2 separate regions of the Capra hircus genome follow, and region 1 is linked to region 2. The links are chromatin contacts, called in public Hi-C maps. All regions are on one chromosome and are shown on one strand. Each heading gives the region's core, a stretch centred on a gene start, on an enhancer-like site or on the middle of the called end of the contact. The rest is flanking DNA. Distances are from core to core; before and after follow the strand shown.

Region 1 (6,901 bases), core at 939-3,438, 190 kb before region 2:
TGATCCTGGGAAAGGTTGTAGGCTGGAGGAAAAGGGGACAACAGAGGATGAAATGGTTGGATGGCCTCACCAACTGGATGGACATGAGTGTGAGCAAGCTCTAGGAGTTGGTAATAGACAGGGAAGCCTGGTGCGCTGCAGTCCATGGGGTCACAAAGAGTTGGACACGACTGAGTGACTGAACTGAACTGAGGCCTGACTTTGACTTGCAGTCCCATCTTCCACTCACTAGCTGAGTAACTTTAGAAAATGCCCTTGCAACACTCTGAACCACATGTAAAGAGTCCTCACATGTAAAGTAAGAACAATGCCACCAATGGCCCAGTGTTGTTTTCTGGAAAAGAAGCAACATATAGGGCAGTTCCTAACAATGTTTGAAGCAATATAGGGTCTGAATTAATATTAGTTCCCCTTTCTTCCCCCATGTGTCTGTGCAAAGCAAATTTGCTGTTGACTTTGAAACATGAATTTTCTTCAGAATGCATTTTTCAAATTGTCACAAATCTAAGAAGAGACATTAAGAAATCAAGAGTCTTTGAAGAGAAAAATTAATAATTATACATTAAACCTCCTTTTATTAATACTTCTATTAACGGTGGAGATGCCAATTTTTTCTTGTGCTCTCCTTTTATATTTCATATCTTAAGTAAAACTAGATTATTTTCTTTTTAAGTCCTTAGGCTAAATGACAGGGTATGGGATCAATTCCAACTGCTATTCCTGATCTGCCCCTTAGCCTGTTCTTTAACAAGGTTGGTAGGTCAAAGATAGAAATAAAATTCTCAAGTCTTGGCTTCGCTGGATCCTGTCATTAATGTGCTGAGAGATTTTAAGATGTGTTTTAAGATGGAAATAAAATTCTCAAGTCTTGGCTTCTCTGGATCCTGTCATTAATGTGCTGAGAGATTTTAAGATGTGTTTTACACATGGGGGGTGGGGGCAGGAGGAGGGGGAGAGAGAGAGGTCAAGAGAAGGTCTAAGGAGGTGTAAGAAATTTTCCTTCTAGGTAGTTTTGTCAGAATACTGCAATCACTGTCATAAGCAAAAGGGAGAAAAACACTGACAGAAAGGAGACCTCTTTTATGTTAAGAAGGGAACGTGGTGTTGAGTTAACAGTGAAAATCATCCCCTTTAAATGAGAATAGGCAATACGAGTTTCTTCCAGGACTTGTCCGCCGTGGAGTCCACAGGAGTGGGGTGAGGGCTTACTAGCTCCCGTCCCCAGATCCCACTCACCTAGCTGGAGCTGTTCACAGGTCCTGGCTGGATTCTTCCCAATCTTGCATCTGTAAATAGCCCCAGGTTTGACCACTGAAGTGTTGGAGAGCCAGTTGGCAGTGGGCGCCCCGACTACGAGCCTAAGAAGAGAAACGCGCACGTGGGTGCAGATGTTAGCCTTGCTGCCCACTAAACCCCGGGTCTCCCCAGAGGCAGCCGGGCCGCTCCCGCCGCCTCTGCCTCCGCCCACCACCCCAGCACTCAACCCGCCACCCCAAACTTCAGGGCCTGGCGCCAGAACGCACCCCGGCTGCTGCCACCCCAAACGAGTTCGTTTCCCAAGCGCTTCTCCAGCGAGCTGGGTTCCCTCCTGCCTTCTCTAGAGGCAGGAAAGTTTGAATCAGGCAGGGAATCCCTGAGGCGCTTTTTGCTAGCTGCTCTGAGATGCCAAAGGCTCCCGCGTCCGACCCTACTCACCATCGGTTCTCCCCGTGGCTGTGCAGCACCACCGAGTAGCCAAACAGGGTGTTGGGGGGTCCCTTGTAGAGCAGCGCACTCTCCGTGTCCACGTTGTAGGGGCGCCCGGTCGGGACTCCCGAGCACAACAGAAACATCACCGCCTCCCAGACGGCGGCCCCTCGGGGGCCCGGCCCTCGCCTCGCTTCCACAGCCATGAGCTCTCGGAGCGGAACATTCAACACTCAACCGCCACTCTCCGTCCCAAAGCTGCGCGGGATGCGACGGCTGGCCGAGGGGAAGGGCGCCCCGAGAGAAGAGGCTCAGCGTGTCCGGCGCCGGAGGGCGGGAGGGAAGAAGAGAGGGAGGAGGGCAGGGACCCAGAGAGGGAGGGGAAGTCGGGCTGCGGCGGGCGGAGCAATCCGAGATGGCAAGGGATAGGACGCGCCCGCAGATCCCCACGCCGGTTTCTGCGGCCGGGCGGTGCGGTGATCGTGAGCCCCGGGGCGCGGGCCTCTGGGTGGGGTGCCGGGCGTGGTGCGGAGTCGCAGGACCCAGCGCTGACTCCCGGCACGCGTGACTGTAGGGGGCGCTAGGGGACCTTGGCTGCGCAGCGCGCGCCCAGGCCGGGCCTCCCGGCACTGCAGGAGTTGAGCTGGACGGGGCCAGGGCTTCGCCTTAACCGCGGTGGGGGCCTCAATCCTGCCGACCGCGCGCGCCCACTATGAGCGCTGAGGCTCCTGCACGGTGTGGCCCAGAGGCCAGCCACAAACCTGGGCACCGCATGGACTGCGAAGGAACTGCCCTGAACCTTCGTTGCTAATTCAGCACTACACCTGGTTTGGGGGGTGGGGGGTTAATAAGCAACCACTAGACAAACTAACCAGGGAGCCACACACACACGCAGAACACTCCCTGAAGGCGCCCAAGATACATTTTGGTGAAAAAGACGTTATGGTATTTAAGACTTCCACTTTCTTCCTCCCCTTACTTCCTCTTTAGTCCCGGCTGCTTGCTTGGAGCAGTGGCTCTAGCTGAAAGGCAGGGAGGGACAGAAGGTTTAGGCTGTGGCTCTGCTCAAGGGCCAGGTTGGGGTAAGGAAACACTTGCCTCATTTCGACTGAATCTGATGCTCCCCCTTTCCACACATCCGATCAGTTCCACCGGATACGAGAGCCATCTGGGCTTAGGTCAAGACAGACAGCGTAATGAGCCTAAGAAAATGTGCTGGGGAACCGCAGCACACCACACTAACCTGGGTTTGACTCTTGTCCTGATTAAGCCAGGTGTACCTCACGTTTCTTTCTAGTGCAGCTGGATAGCCATAGATGATTAGGGTGGTATTTGCAGGAGAGGCAGGTCTAGATATTATTTGGGTTTCCCTGGTGGCTCAGATGGTAAATAGTTAGCCTGCAATGCAGGAGACCAGGGGTTGATCCCTGGGTCGGGAAGATCCCCTAGAGAGGGGAATGGAAAGTAAAAACAAAAGAAGAAAAAGCTTTCTTTATATAGTATGTGTGTGCGCGCGTTAAAACCGTATTGAAACAGTACCTCTTAAGTTGTAAAAGTAGACACATGATTGAAATACTTGTTCATTTATTTAGCGTATTAATTGAGCAGGCATTTTGCCAGGCCCACAGGATGCCATAGGGAACAAGGCAGGGCAAGTTTTCAGGAAAAATTTCGGCTAGGTGGTAGACAGACAAATGTTTATTGACTGGAGAAAGTTCTGGATGTTTTAGGGACACTTAGAGTTGAAGGAGAAGCACAGTTGTTAGGCTAACCACTTTGAGAGAAAAGATGAAGGGCAGCAGGGCCAGGTAGAGGAATGGGAAGAGATGGCCTTTGCTGGGGTGCTTAGCGGCCCCCACGCAGGATAGTGGCATATGAGGTTGACTAGGGAGGTGGGGACACATTGTGAACCTCCAAAACCAGTTTAAGAATTTATAAATCTGTGCTGGAGCTAGTAGGCAGCTGTTGGAGGACTGGTCTTGGTCAGCTGTGAGTTTCAGAAGTGTGAAGAAAAAGCTGAAGACAGAAAGCCTAACTTTGCAGGCTTCTGCAGTAGTGAGTGGTGAGATGAGAGTGGCCTGAACTAGGAAGGAACCAGAAAAGAGAGTTTCAAGAGATAGCTGAGGATAGAACCCAACAGAATTTGGTGACTGGGGCTTCCCTAATGCTCAGTGGTAAAGAACCCACCTGCCAATGCAGGAGACAAGGGTTTGGGTTCGATTCCTGGATCTGGAAGATTCCCTAGAGAAAGGAATAGCTATCCACTCCAGTATTCTTGCCTGGGAAATCCCATGGACAGAGGAGCCTGGCAGGCTATCTATAGTCCATGGGGTTGCAAAGCGTCGGACACAATTTAGCAACTAAATAACAACAGAATTAGGTAAATAGGAATGTGGGGCTGAGAGGAAGGAGCCAGGATGCCCAAGTTTCAAGTTTGGGATCTGGGAATATGATGCTAATTCACAGAGAAAAACACTGGGGGAATAAGGTTGTGTGTGTGTGTGTGTGTGTGTGAGAGAGAGAGAGAGAGAGAGAGAGAGAGAGAGAGAGAGAGAGAGAGACTGTATAGCTGGGGGGCAATGGTAGATTAAATTTTAGACAGGTGGAGTTTGAGATATTGTGGAGTGTTGGTAGTATATTCTAGCCAAACCCAACCCAATTATTTTTACTCTTCTGTCAGCAGATAAAACAAGGGGACTAGTAATCCTCTCTTATTATTTTCAATAAGGTAATTAAAAGGCAAATAATGGTGAGTGATAAATCTGTTGTAAGCATGAAATGAAATGGCTTCCAGCAAAGTAGCTTTAAGGGCCCATGGTAAATGGTCCTGCTGTTTTTCCACTCAGGGCATATTTGTTTCTGGGTAGACTGACATGCCAATTTCAACCCAGTTCTACAATTAGCTCATCATTCTAAAATAAGCAATACCTCTAGCTTGCTGCCACAGAATTTCTAGTTGAGACCTAAAGTGTTAGCTGCTCAGTCATGTCTGACTCTTTGCGACCCCATGGACTGTGTAACCCCCCAGGCTCCTCTGTCCATAAGATTTTCCAGGCAAGAATACTGGAGTGGGTTGCCATGCCCTCTTCCAGAGGATCTTCTGACTCAGGGATCAAACCAAGGTCTCCTGCATTGCAGGCAGATTCACAAAGTTTCTTGTTGGACCTGGGAAGCAGGTATATCAAAGGTCCTTCTACTCACATCCTCCTGGCGCCAGGGGCTTTGGAGCCACTGATATGAACTCTGACCTCTTTCTTTCCCTTCTTTCACCAAAATCATATGCAGTGAAATTCACTCAACACAATTGTTTCACAGGGTAATTAAGAGTAGTGGCCAGTAGAGCATTCGATGGGGCAGGAACTTATTTCTATGATGGTGATTACGGTTATGATTTCATGACATTTTCGGAAACAGCCATATATGACCTTGTCCACTATGGTAGCCCCAAGTTTTTTTCCTACAAGGCTTGGAGAACAGTTTACTTTTCCTAAATCAGGAGGAATAAAGGGTATTTAGCACTGCTGTGACAGAGTCTGAAGATACTGCTGTCTCCCCAGTCAGCAGTTTTGCTGGCAAGTGTGAGAATCAGGTGAGGGGTGGGGAGCGTGCAGGCAGGATAGAGAAGGACTTTTTAAACTGCTCATGCCTATCGCACACTCTCAAATGAACTGAAATACTCATTCAATCAATGTGTCATTGATTAATATGCTTCAAGTGCCCACTGTGTGCTAAAAGATGTGTTAAGGTCTCAAATAAGCATAAAAGATAAAATACAAGTGATTTTTACCCCTGGTAAGAAATCCTCCCCAGTAGAGAAGATTCCTATATGGGCTCACCCAGTTTCTCAGCTGTTACCAAGAATAAGTATTTCTCCTTCTTGAAAGACTCTCTTCTCACGACACTTTTTCGAGCTGTTTCTCTCCTTCTCTCTGACCACTTTTGAGTTTCCTTTGCTGGCTTTTTTCTCTCTGCCCTATGTATTGCGAAGCCCCTGGGCTCCATTCTGAGCCCTCTTTCCCTCCTTCTTCTTTAAGAGCTCTAACCCATTTCCTATATCTTTAAATACCAGTTAAATAATCCCACTAAATACCATCAAGATCCCCAAATTCATGTCTCCAGCCTAGACCTCTCTCTCAGCTCCAGACTCGTGTGTCTTACTGCCTACTTGATGTCTCTGCTTGGATGTCTAATGGGCACGGTACACATAACTATTTAACACTGAACTGTAAACCGTATTTCAACTATTTCTCTACCCGGTCTTTCCTGAAAACATATCTGCCCAGCAGTTCAGACCAGAAACACGGAAAGGAATTCTTGAATCCTCCCTCTCTTCTTCTATTCCCTACATTTAATCCATCAGTAATTAAGTCCTATTATCAACCTTCAGAAAGTATCTCCAGCTCATCTGTTTGATGAGCTGCTTCTGTGCCGCTTTTACCCTCTTCCAAGTATGGTAATCTCATCTGAGCTGTTCTATAACCATAGACCTGATCTCCCTATTTGCCCCTCCCCAACATCATCAATTTTCTACACAGAAACTAAAGTGAAAATTTAAAATTCTAAATCAAAGCACGCATGCTACTCCCTTGCTTAGTGAAAGTGAAGTCACTCAGTCGTGTCCGACTCTTTGCGACCCCATGGACTGTAGCCTATCAGGCTCTTCCGTCCATGGGATTTTCCCAGTAAGAGTGCTGGAGTGGATTGCCATTTCCTTCTCCAGGGGATCTTCCCGACCCAGGAACCGAACCCAGGTCTCCCGCATTGCGGGCAGACGCTTTACCATTTGAGCCACCAGGGAAGCTAGTTTCCCACCCTCTTCTAGTACAAACCACATTTAACAAGGCCTCCAAGGACTGGCTGCAGATCTAATCTCTGACTCCACTGCCAGCTCACTGGGTCACAGGCCCCAGGTTCACTTTCTTCACCCACATGAGTAGGTGAAGAAATCCTTAATTTCCTTAAGTGCATTAAGGTTCTTTTTTTTTTTTTTTTTCCACCCTTTGGGCCTTTACCCATATCATTCCCTCTGCCTGGACACACAACCTCTGACTTTTCATATTGCTTCCTTTCTTTCTTCAATCTCAGCTAAAAGGTCTCCTTCTCACAGGCAATTTTCCTGCTCACCCACTTAAAATAGGTTACCACATGGCAGACCATGCTGTCCGTTCTCTTCAGAGCTCTTTAGTTTATAATCACAGATGCCTTTCTGTTTTCA
Region 2 (6,385 bases), core at 1,737-4,236:
ATGCTGGTGGATAGTGGAATATATATATATGTAAACCATCATTGGTAATATTTCATGTGTTTTTTAATATTATTTTTGCATTTAGACTGTGCTGAGAAAGAGAAAAACATATAGCCACAATCTAACAACCAATTGAACAAAAAGAATATAAAGTCAATGATTATTTTACTCAAAACTATTACCAACTAACCAGCTTAAATGATTATTCACGATTCATTCACTGAATTTATTACGAATATAAAGTCAATGATTATTTTACTCAAAACTATTATCAACTAACCAGCTTAAATGATTACTCATGCTTTATTCACTGAATTTATTATGAATATAAAGTCAATGATTACTTTACTCAAAACTATTACCAATTAACCAGCTTAAATGATTATTCATGCTTTATTCACTGAACTTATTACACAGTTGATCAAACAGACCAAACCAACATAAGATGTTTATAATTTATAAAGCTATATGCTTCAAAAGCAATAGTTTTTCCTATCTATGGCTTATGGTAATATTTACAGAAGTGAAAAGCACTGAAGAACTGTGTTCTCATGTTGGTACTGAATGAAATCAACCAACCCAGAGGTCTGATTTCCTTTGCATAAGGGGCACATACTGCTAACTTATTCTTATTTGAAATCAATTTTTAGTTTCCTCCAGAGTAGGAGCCATGTTTGGTTCATCTTCGATCTCCCCAGAGGGTTTATCATACATTACATGTAAGAAAAGTAACTCAGATGGGATGAGCTGAGAGGCCACACATGCCGCTCACAGCAGGAGGTACTGGACAACACGGACATGCTTAAGTTCTGATCACATTATTTGAGATACAGGTGCATGATACTGAACATCTCTTTTTAACTACTGGAAATTAACAATTACATTAAGAAAATGTTTTCTAATGCGGGGATTTTACTCTACTCTAAAAAATTATAGTGTTATTTTCCTATCTTCTCCAATAAGAAGTAGTTTTTGAAAATTATTATGACCCTCAGCTTGAATAGACCCATTATTCCTTAAAACATGCTCACACGATGTGTTTCCTACCTATTTCCCTCTTGGTCTGGTATTCCTAGCATAAGCTGAAATAATTCTCCAGCTATCAAAGCAATCTAGTATTGGGTGAGAACTGAAGTTAAAATCAAATCTCTCAAATGGCATATCTTGGGAACCATCAATAAGCTGACCTCACAGTTCAGAAGAGGGAATCACTGAAGGGTAATAAGTACAAATTACACATACACAGGTTTAGTCATATGCAGGGATAAGATCTTTATGCCCAAATTAGTCATTTACACTAAAGCCCAATGCCAAACTTGTGTTAATAACCAGCATATAGGATGGGCTTCCCTGGTGGCTAAGTGGTAAAGAATTTGCCTGCCAATGCAGGAGATGCAGGTTCGATCCCTGGGTCAGAAGATGCCCTGGAGAAGGAATGGCAACCCACTCCAGTATTCTAGCCTGAAAAATCCCATGGATAGAGGAGCCTGGGGGCCTACTGTCCATGAGATTGCAAAGGCATCAGACATGCTGCTGCTGCTGCTAAGTCACTTCAGTTGTGCCCGCCTCTGTGAGACCCCATAGAAGGCAGACTACCAGGCTCTGCCATCCCTGGGATTCTCCAGGCAAGAACACTCGAGTGGGTTGCCATTTCCATGACTTAGCAACTAAACAACAACAAAGACATAGGATACAATCTGCTCAAGTATAATAAATATTATAATAATACCTGCTTCGTTATAAGGACATCCTGAAAAAATTGTGCATAAGTGGTATTTTCAATAATTAGAAAGCTGTTGCAATAATCTAGAAGAAAGTGAATGAGGGCCCGAACTACTATAATAGTACTGAGATTGGAGAAAAGTGGATAGTCTTTAGATATAAGTCGTAGAATTGACAGGCCTTGGTGGTTCATTAGATGTAGGAAAAAGATAGGAATCAGGATAATGATGAAGTTTCATGTGTGACAGCATTTGTACTTAGTGGTACTATTTACTGAAATCAGAGCACAGAAGGAGAAACAGATTTGTAGCTTGAAAGGAAGGAGAAGACCGAGAAGCTAAGTGTACTTTGAGATGTGTTTGAGGTTTGCATGGGCCATCCAACCGAGGATATTCAGTAAGAAGGATGTCATGGATATGATAAAGGAACGAGACCAGGGCAATCACTGAAGCCCTGATTGTATAAGATCAATCCAGGAGATAAGGTAGCGTAAGAAGAGGGAAGAGCAGAGGAACATGGATCTCCAGGACCATTAAACTGGTCACTGAGAGATGTTGCCTTATTGAAAAACTGAAATATTGAAAACGCATGCTTTGATAGCATGAAGTGATGTTGTTTAACAACAACGTAATAGTGGCAAGGATGTAAATTAATTTTGCTTTCTAACCTTTTCAACATCCTTTTGTTTCACAGTGTGGTTTCCTCTCTGGGCCAGTCAGTTTCACTTTATGCCTAGCAAACATATGAGATATGAGGTTAAATCCTAACCACACATTTTGTTATTTACTTGTGATTTGGAAAAACAGATCTGCAGAACCAAGTTATTCAACTGAAATTATAAAAATCTAATTTTTTACACATAAAATTACCTGTCAAGATGACTATGATTATTCATTTCACAATGGCCCATTTTTCAAGTTCCTCACCAGCCAATAATAAAAGAAATAACTAACTTGAGCTTTTGGTTTGTTTCTAACCTTTGGCGAGACCTTTAAGGGCAATCAATACCTCAATAATTGCAGTATGTCTGATCTTTGTATGGCTGTATCAGTTACAAAGGACATTCTGCAATCTTTAAACTCTGAATCGAACCTTACCAAAAAAGCAAGATTCCACGCATGTTTTGTCAATTAAATGTTAAACTAGCTCCTGCTCCTCCCGCCGCCCTGAGTCACTGCCTGCGCAGCTCGGGCCGCTCGGCTCCCCGCGCTCACCACCGGAGAGCTGAGCTGGAAAACGAAATTTGCCATTTTTCAAAATACTTGGCATTTGTACAATATGGCAGACATCGACAACAAAGAACAGTCTGAACTTGTTCAAGATTTGGATGATGTTGAAGAAGTAGAAAAAGAAACTGGTGAAGAAACAAAAATCAAAGCGCATCAGGTGACTGTTCAGATGATGCAAAATCCTCAGATTCTTGCAGCCCTTCAAGAAAGACTTGATGGTCTGGTAGAAACACCAACAGGATACATTGAAAGCTTGCCTAGGGTAGTTAAAAGACGAGTGAATGCTCTCAAAAACCTTCAAGTTAAATGTGCACAGATACAAGCCAAATTCTATGAGGAAGTTCATGATCTTGAAAGAAAGTATGCTGTTCTTTATCAGCCTCTGTTTGATAAGCGATTTGAGATCATTAATGCCATTTATGAACCTACAGAAGAAGAATGTGAATGGAAACCAGATGAGAAAGATGAAATTTCGGAGGAGCTAAAAGAAAAGGCCAAGATTGAAGATGAGAGAAAGGATGAAGAAAAAGAAGATCCCAAGGGAATTCCTGAGTTTTGGCTGACCGTTTTTAAGAATGTTGACTTGCTCAGTGATATGGTTCAGGAACATGATGAGCCTATTCTGAAGCACTTGAAAGATACTAAAGTGAAGTTCTCAGATGCTGGTCAACCTATGAGTTTTGTCTTAGAATTTCACTTTGAACCCAATGAATATTTCACCAATGAAGTGTTGACAAAGACATATAGGATGAGGTCAGAACCAGATGATTCTGATCCCTTTTCTTTTGATGGACCAGAAATTATGGGTTGTACAGGGTGCCAGATAGACTGGAAAAAAGGGAAGAATGTCACTTTGAAAACAATTAAGAAGAAGCAGAAACACAAGGGACATGGGACAGTTCATACTGTGACCAAAATAGTTTCCAATGACTCTTCCTTTAATTTTTTTGCCCCTCCTGAAGTTCCTGAGAGTGGAGATCTGGATGATGATTCTGAAGCTATCCTCACTGCAGACTTTGAAATTGGTCACTTTTTACCAATAATCACAAGATCAGTGTTATACTTTACTGGAGAAGCTATTGAAGATGATGATGATGATTACGATGAAGAAGGTGAAGAAGCGGATGAGGAAGGGGAAGAAGAAGGAGATGAGGAAAATGATCCAGACTAGGACCCAAAGAAGGATCAAAACCCAGCAGAGTGGAAGCAGCCGTGAAGCAGGATGTATGAGGCCCTGAGGATAACCTGCACTGATCTGCCTTCTGCTTCCGTGGAAAGGATGAATTTACATCATTTGACAAGCCTATTTCAAGTTTTTTGTTTGTTTGTTTGCTCATTTTTGTTTTTGCATCCTAAAATAAAAATGTCATATAATTTTAGTTCTCAAAAAAAAATGTTAAACTAAAATAATATGCCACAAAGAAAATAATCCCAGGACATATATATTATTATACACAATTCTTCTTATTTTCTGAAACATGAGCACTGTCACAGTTGCTATATAACATTATGAAATTAGCCTACTTAATTGTGGTAAATTTTTCTAATAGTTAAAGAAATATGAGTTGCTTATTCTTGTCTAATTTATCAACCATTCCTATCCCTTTCCATTGAAGCCAGGATTCCAAGTTCAGTTTTTAAATTAACTTTTAAATCTGGTGTCCTTATGAAAATATCTAATCCCCATCAGCCTTGCACACACAGAATTAATCTCCATTTATGTTGGAATACCACTGAATCCAAAACTTCCTCAGACAAAATATCATTTACTTCTATGATGTAAAATATGTCTATTATAAAGTCAGATTGTTTCTGCAGAAAGTCTATGAGGGCATAATACTCATTATGACACGATGGCCATAACACACTTCTGTGATCTTTGATGTCTTAAGGTATTTTTTACTTTTCCTGATGTAAAAAGGAACCAAAATGACATGCCCTTTCTGAATACTCAAGGTGGGAACAGATTCTGAAAGTCTTAGGTTACTCTAGAGTTAAGAAATCACATAAAGTTGGATCATTTGAAATTTACTCCTGGCCGTTATTTCCAATAAAGGGTAAAGCTAGTGGGAAATTTTCAGGAATTGTTTTTTGTTTTTAATATAGTAATATTCAGTCTCAGAAAAATGATAGTGAAATTAATACCTTTGTTTATCTCAAGTTTAAAAAAAAAAAGAGTCAAATTGATCCTACAAGAGAAATATTTTGCCTTGAATAAAAATAAGAGAAAAGCACATTACCTATGTCCCATGCACCCCAGTCGGTTTGACTTGTCTTCACTAGCCACTTTTCTGTACTGAATCAGATGTGACCAGATAAACGACGATGAGTATGATCAAGTCTGATGCTCCAATATTTCCTATCAGGTCTGGTCTTAGTAGTTTCTTATATTCTATTCAGTTCAAATTAACGACAACATTTTCTCCATTCTATGTGTAAAATAATAAAAAGTACTTTGATATCTTTACATTTTATTTACTTTAACCTTAAACACTGATGGGCTGATGTGTCATAAATATTCACCCTCTAGGTTACTGTAGGACTGTTTGTACTGCACTGGCTATACTGTAATTTAATAGTTTACTTGTCTACTTTCCTTTGAACTAGGAGTTCCTCAAGGATTAGAATGTATGCAGAGACTATGTCTTATTCATCTGTATAAACTCAACATCTAGAAAAGTACCTCACTCACAAAAAGCAATAACAGTAAGTGCTTCCAGATAAATGCACTGGACAGTCAAACTAAATGGATAATGATATGATACTAATTTAGAAACAGAATAGAGCAGTATGGAGAGTTATTAGAATATACTTTCCAGCACAATCAACTACAGGTTTAGCTTTCAAATTTGTTACCTACTAGCTGTATTAATTGGACAAATTATCTGGCTTTCCTAACTTCAGTTTCCCTTCTTTAAGAGGAAAACGGTCATGCCTGCTTTTGAAGATTAGTGAAAGTGAAGTTGCTCAGTCATGTCCAACTCTTTGCGACCCCATGGACTGTAGCCTACCAGGCTCCTCCATCCATGGGATTTTCCAGGCAGTAGTACTGGAGTGGGTTGCCATGAGAATGTATATAAACCATCTATCAATGAGTGGAGTTCACAGTAAAGCTTTCAATAAATGACAACAAAAACTAAAGAAACAAATATTTCTGAAAGAACTATTTCTTTTCTCCTACTCCCTGTTGTTAATAAGAAACCAGAGGTGGCAAGATGGCAGAGGAGGAGGGGGATGTGGAGTACATCTCTCTCCACGGATACATCAGGAAGATACCTTCAGACACAGAAGTGCATGCAGAACACCAGCTGAAAGTGGACAGGAGGACCTGACCAGTGGCAAAGACTGTACAGAACCAAGCAAAACTCAGTAGGACAAAGGAACTAGGGGGAAAAACAGGAGTCTAAGTAGGGCTGGTCCTGCCCTTGGCGTTG

What was found. Hi-C and Micro-C count contacts between places; a contact is called where the count stands out from the background.
Region 1: a contact with region 2 is called in a Hi-C map of blood, with 3 times the contacts expected there. The contact joins the promoter of ITGA4 here to the promoter of LOC102169913 in region 2. A contact is called at or near these places in 2 of 5 Hi-C or Micro-C datasets (both in blood).

The regions. Positions count from the first base shown.
Region 1 is chr2:121,168,610-121,175,510 of ARS1.2, reverse strand. It overlaps ITGA4 (integrin alpha-4), which reads right to left and starts at 2,188. Exons shown (of 28, transcript XM_013968519.2): 1 at 1,696-2,188; 2 at 1,237-1,358. The coding sequence starts at 1,892.
Region 2 is chr2:120,975,890-120,982,274 of ARS1.2, reverse strand. It overlaps LOC102169913 (nucleosome assembly protein 1-like 1), which reads left to right and starts at 2,986. Exons shown (of 1, transcript XM_013968259.2): 1 at 2,986-4,330. The coding sequence starts at 3,001. The coding sequence ends at 4,122.